Regions from separate parts of the Cyprinus carpio genome. Here region 1 is linked to region 2. The links are chromatin contacts, called in public Hi-C maps. All regions are on one chromosome and are shown on one strand. Each heading gives the region's core, a stretch centred on a gene start, on an enhancer-like site or on the middle of the called end of the contact. The rest is flanking DNA. Distances are from core to core; before and after follow the strand shown.

Evidence for each region. Hi-C and Micro-C count contacts between places; a contact is called where the count stands out from the background.
Region 1: a Hi-C map of liver shows a contact between it and region 2, with 6 times the contacts expected there. The contact joins the promoter of LOC109062417 here to the enhancer-like site in region 2. A contact is called at or near these places in 2 of 8 Hi-C or Micro-C datasets (both in liver).

Annotation. Positions count from the first base shown.
Region 1 is chrB25:10,269,623-10,272,675 of ASM1834038v1, reverse strand. It overlaps LOC109062417 (coiled-coil domain-containing protein 113-like), which reads right to left and starts at 1,493. Exons shown (of 9, transcript XM_042752675.1): 1 at 1,126-1,493; 2 at 557-671; 3 at 210-328. The coding sequence starts at 650. It overlaps LOC109110327 (casein kinase II subunit alpha'-like), which reads left to right. Exons shown (of 13, transcript XM_042752676.1): 2 at 1,492-2,190. The coding sequence starts at 2,087.
Region 2 is chrB25:10,232,754-10,235,799 of ASM1834038v1, reverse strand. It overlaps LOC109051125 (fatty acid 2-hydroxylase-like), which reads left to right. Exons shown (of 7, transcript XM_042752728.1): 2 at 1,503-1,598. Among protein-coding and RNA genes, the nearest start is that of LOC109087124, 8.7 kb to the right of the region's middle. Within about 2 kb of position 1,504, at least 2 of the 8 cell types and tissues checked have an H3K27ac peak or open chromatin away from gene starts, as enhancers often do. A contact at or near this core is called in liver, where this site is marked.

The DNA of each region.
Region 1 (3,053 bases), core at 244-2,743, 37 kb before region 2:
ATATTATTTAACAAACAGAACAACGTTAAACGTTTTAGATTACAAGATTCACATGCACAAGTAATATTTCACCTCAAAATTTTGAGTGGAAAGAGACGACCGAGACGTCACTACGTATTGAACATTACGCCATGACTGTATTCATTTGTTTACAATAATGAGAAATTGTTCAAAACGCATATAACACACATCGTTTATGAAATACGTACCGTTGCCATTTCTATCTGTGATGCTGTTTCATAATTCTCCGTCTGAGGCTGTAGGTCCAGCCCTCTAATATATCGCTCAAACATATCGATCTCTGCTCGTTGCGCTGCATTTGAGCCTTAAATTCAGGAAAACAAAAATGAGTTATTCAAATGTAAAAAATAATATAAAATATCTGCTGAGAGAACAAGAAATAAAACGTTTAGAGTCAGCTGAAACGCTGCAGGCTCGTTATCAGCCAACTAACGTCAACGTTACATGTATTAAAACGAACAAATGTTATCGTTTGGCAAATATGACAGCAAGAATAAGTCGAGATTAAAAAAAAACTAAACTTTTGTGCCTTACTTCAAGTCCTCCACAAGTTGAACAAGTTGTTTTTTATCTGTGTTGATTTTACCGTCCGCTGTCGTTTCCGCCATGGTTGCTAAGAACAGTGCCATCCCGGATCGTGCGCGCGCGTGCTTCGCCATTAAATCATTCATATTCAAATAATAAACACATCAATTCGTTACTGTGATACTCCATGAAAAAAAATAAAACATTAAAAAATTACGTTTTAACACGAATTTTTATTTAGGGACAGATTATACCAGACGTTACACCATATTCATGAATTGAGTATTTTAAATAAAACAGTACGTTCACTAAATAAACAAATAACATCAGAATTATTATTTAATATTGTACACAATTATGAGGAAATTTACATGCTAGATTTTCATGTCGTTTACATACAAATGTATGGGTTTCCCGACGTAAATCGTTTATTAAGCGAAGTTAAACCATTTTTACAAAACTGCATGTGTTATGAAATTAATTCTATTTTTTGGAAATGACCGAAATGAATGAAATGGAAACAATGGAAAACACAGCTAGGCTATGCATTCCTTAAAATGTATATTTTCTTCACAGTACTTGTGTCAGTGCGCACTATCTGTTCCTCCTTCATCGGTGGAAACGGAAGTCTTTCATGTGTAGGCGCATAACAACCTATGATAACAACGGACGGACGTGCCCGGTGGCTACTACATCTTGTACTTCCGGCCGTGCGATGCTAATTGATAAAGCTATCTTGCGCTTCCGGGTCAAACCGTTGCAGTCCGTTTTTCCTGCAGCAGCAGCACGGGGGGATTGGTCCGGAGAACCCGAACCCCGAGCACAAGCGGACCGTTGCAGCGGATTAAAAGCGGGATTCGCGATTACTGCATATCGACTTCACGCAAGCGACGTCACGGGGACACGGTTTTTCACGAGAGGGTCGAGCATAACATCGATCTGTAGTCCTCTCTCTCTCTCTCTCTCTCTCTCTCTCTCTCTCTCTCTCTCTCTATAACCAGTCAATATCGTAAGCTTCGAGGCTGGTTAGTTATATTCTTCTCAGTTACAGACTGAAGACTGAGAGGAAACACATCCTGGATTTTCTTCTCCAATCTCTATGCTCTGGATCTAAGGGATTTGAGGCCCCTTTGGGGTGGTGGGGGGGTTTAACACACAGTAATTAGATTTAAACAAACCCCCCCGCCTAGGACTCAAAGTCTATTTTTAAACCAAAGAACTTTTCACGAAACTTCTCACATACAGATCCAAAATAGACCAGCTAGTCTTCATATTCGCAGCTTTGCGTGCGATTTTAGCACTGCCGGGGCATTTCACAGACTATCCACGGTTCATTTCCACCCTCGGATCTCCAGGCGGTATAAACACCCCTGAGAAGGCCGGACACCGCGCTCCGTCGTTCACGCCGCTGATATCAGAGATCTCACGCCCGAACCGGGTACCATCAGACCTCCCCCGGGCTGGTCCGCCTCTGATCGGTGGTCCTCCGTGTGTTTGTGTGTTTTGGATTTCTCCTGCACCCTGAGCCCCGTCGCGCGCCATGCCCGGCCCGGTGGCCGGTAGTAAATCTCGGGTGTATGCCGATGTCAACACTTTGAAGAGCAGGGAATACTGGGACTACGAGGCCCATGTGCCCACCTGGAGGTGAGAGATTTAAAGCTATAAAAAGCCCAAGTGCATCATCACCTGATGTTGTCTCAAAACCCAGCAAGCTGCATACCTAGGCGCGTGTCGTGTATAATTGTGTGCATGTGCCTGCTGGTTTTCTTTGCGCAGTGGTTCACATTTGTAGGCTCGCCATCGATCGTGCTGGGAAAGTCATCAATCTGCGTGCCCGAGCAGCCCCTGTTTGAGAGCTGATGATGAGAGGATGTCATAAACGGATGTACAGATGCAGTGTTAGAGAGAGGAGTGTGTGACTGGCCACAGCATCCACAGATTTTATGCAAATGCACCGATTCCCTCAAGTGTGCTGTGCACATTCAGTAATTACCATTCTAAAGCAGTGCACTCATACAGCATTTAGTAGCTTTAATGGTTAGATTCCCGAGGATCAGTTAATGTGTTCCTCTTTTGCACAGTGCACATATGTAATTACAAGTGATGGTGAATATGCTGTCATTTTTTATATATTTTTTTTCTTCTGTAGAACACAAAAGAATAATTCATTTAGCAATTTTCACACAGCTTTTTTCTATGCAGTGAAACTGATCATAGTGACTGTCAAGCTCCAGAAAACACCATAAAAGCACCATAAATTTGGCAACTTTTCTGCTTGATATCAGTCTGTTAAAGCTGATCTGTAGCTGTATTCTTTGTGTGTTGAGTCAAAATTAAGTCTTAAGTCATGCAAGGTTTAATGACATTGATGCTAAATGCAGTGTGCCAGTTTAAATATGCATAATGGAAATTACAAAATTAAGGAAGGGGGGCTTGCTATAAATTGGTGTATTAAAAAAGATGCATAAAAATGTATCAAAAATTATCCACTTGAATTCCATAGGAAA
Region 2 (3,046 bases), core at 255-2,754:
TCTCCACCCTGCATTTTCTGCACAAAAAAGGCCACCTTAATGAAACACAAGCAATTTTCCCATTCATTGATGGTCTTCATAAGAATAATTAAGCAGAGTGAATTTTTATATAATCGCAGTACAGCCGTCAATGTCTATAACTATAATTCTATGGCGAGTGTATGGTGTGGCTTAGGTGTTAGGTTGCATGGAGGTGTGTGTGTGTGTGGGCCACTCGCTGGTGCAGGTGAATGCCAAAATGCTGTGAAGGGGGGCAGGGTTAATCACCTCTTTAACGTTTAAATGGTATGGTGCGATGCGAGACCTGATTAATATTTCACCCATCCCGCCAAACTAGCCATCTGTGAAGGGTGTGTTTGAGTGTGTGTGTGTGTGTGTGTGTGACCCTATGGAGAAACGAGAAGCTCTTCCATCTTGTGGGATGAGGTCCATGACGTAATGTGTGCTGTGATGTGTGTATCATGTGAATAAGGCGTTGTGTACTTTGGTGGTATGATGATGATGAGGGTAGGTGTATGTTTTATCTATGACGTGAAAAACTTATTTGTCATATTTATAATCACAGTTATCTGCGCCATATTGTTGTAATTTTTACTGTTAGATTTGAATCTTACCGTCACTGATATTTTTGGTTTTCTGAACAACAGCAGATCTGATTCCCAAGGGACTTGACGAATGCCTTATTCTAGTAGTACCTTATTCTCTGCTTTTATTTTATTGAAAGTATTTAGTGTTTTGTTTTTGTTAGTATTTATTTTATTGATTTTGGATTTCTGAACAACAGCAGGTCCGACTATTACTATATAATTTTTCAACTTTTACCAGAAATATTTCAGAATGCCGTAACTAATATACTTTTAAACTGAGGACACAAATTAATCATTGATATTTATAGACAAATTAAATTAAAAATGACTTGAATTTCAGTATTTCTCAGTTGTGTAAAGATTGCTTTTCAAATAGTTATTCAAGTAAAATATCAGTAATAAAGATGAAAGTAAATAAGAGTAGTTTTATTACATATTATTAACATTAAAATTCTATACAGTGACTTTTTCCTAACTAAAATGCTTATGTTAATAATAGTTAATGTGCTGGTCTGCAATGCCCCCTGGGCTTATTATAATAATTTTTCAGAATTAAAAAAAAAAAAAAAAAAATTAAGCATTTTTACCCTTTTTAAGAAATGAAAAATACTTGTTAAAAAAACAAATGACTATAAAAGTCATATTAGTAGCCTACTAAAAGTTTCATTTTACACAAAGCAGGTCGCCTCATGGTGGCTGACACATTGAGTCACATGACCAGTCAGAAGCTACTTGCTTCAGCTCGGTATTTCCTTATGTTGTCAGGCAGGTTCATATCTCATATCAGGCCACGAATCACATATACAGTACCACAAACAAAATGCCAACACAAATGCAGCAGGGATGAATCTCACCTCATCAAACATGATCATGAGCATCAAGCTTTTCTGAACTGTTCCTATTCTTCTGTTCTAGACTCTGAGACAGAGGAAGAAGATCCCAGAAAGCACCACAGAAGAAGAAGAAGAAACCTCGGCCATCAATAAGTGCAGCAAAGTCGATGAAGAAACGGTATGCCAAAGTGCAAGCATATTCCTGATTGAAATACAAGCTACAATCACCGAAAATGACCTTTCTCTCAAAACAAACATAAAAGATGTTTACAAAATGACTTTCACTGTAAGTGCATTTCTGTGCATGTTTTTTTACACAAATAAGGTTAAATAGTTGATTAGTGAGATCTATCTAGTTTTAGCTTAGTTAATATTTTCCACCGTAGTGCTACGTGTCCTGTGTGAATAGCTCGTGGGAAACGCATCTGATCGATGTGTGATGGGCATGACGCTATACTAATCTAAATATATATTACTTCCTTAAGACATTACAAAAACATAGTTTTACACATTCATAATTTCATAAGGACTTTCTGTGGTAATCAACAACATGCCACAGATGCTGGTGATTGAGCTGAACTTGCTTTTACCCAGAGCAGACATTTAATCACATTTGTTAGCTTGACATCTGAAAGTGAAGCTTTAGTTCATATGACAGGAAACCGCAAGCAGCCATTCCTCTTCTCGCTCGAAACCGACAGTGAAACACTAACAGAGCAGGTGACTTTCTGTTGCTCTGTCTCTCTGGTATGGTGATTACCATTTAAGACTTATCTCTTTATCTCATTTTTCTTGTGGTTGAACGATGCCACAAGCTGGATAAAGTGAGAATACTTTTGTGCTTCTCTGATGAAGGACAAAAAATGCTCATGTATATACTTCTCTAGCTCTCTTTTTGTGTGTGAATGTCCTGTGATCTCTATCAGAGGCATGCAGGTCTTTCACAAGCGTCGATTGTTTGGTTCAAACCCCTTGAATTTGACAGACGGGGTCAATGATTTGGAGAACACTGACCCCCTTTGCAGAACTGGGCTGTGCCATTCGTTACAACTACTAGTAATAAATACATGCATGTGTGTGTGAAGTTGGAGAAGTGTTTCCTTATTTACTAGTAATTTAGTAGTGAATTCTGGGGAAAATAGTTTTAGTAATTAAAGAAAAAAAAAATAATTTTTAAAACATTTTTACATATAAGGGTGTTGGTATGAAGTTAGTTTTGATCTGATAAAATTAGTAAATTCTTAATGTTATAATACATTGTTACTGTATTTAAATATGTTCATGCATGTGTGAAATTGGAGACGTATTTCCTTATTTACTATTAATGAGTAGTCCTGGGGGAAAAGGTTTGCTAATTAAGGAAAAATAAATAATTAAAAATAAAATATCTTTATATATAGTGGTGTAAGTATGAAGTTAATATTTATATGACAAAATTATTGTTAAATTCTTAATATTAAATTGTTATTACTACATTGTTACTTTATATGTGTGTGTATTTAAAAATTATATTACATTTTTTTTCATTTTATTTTATTTAAACTGTCATAAATATTCAATATATTAAGTATTAAGTTAATTTTGCTATGACTAAGTTAGTTAAAATCTTAATATTAAATGATTAAT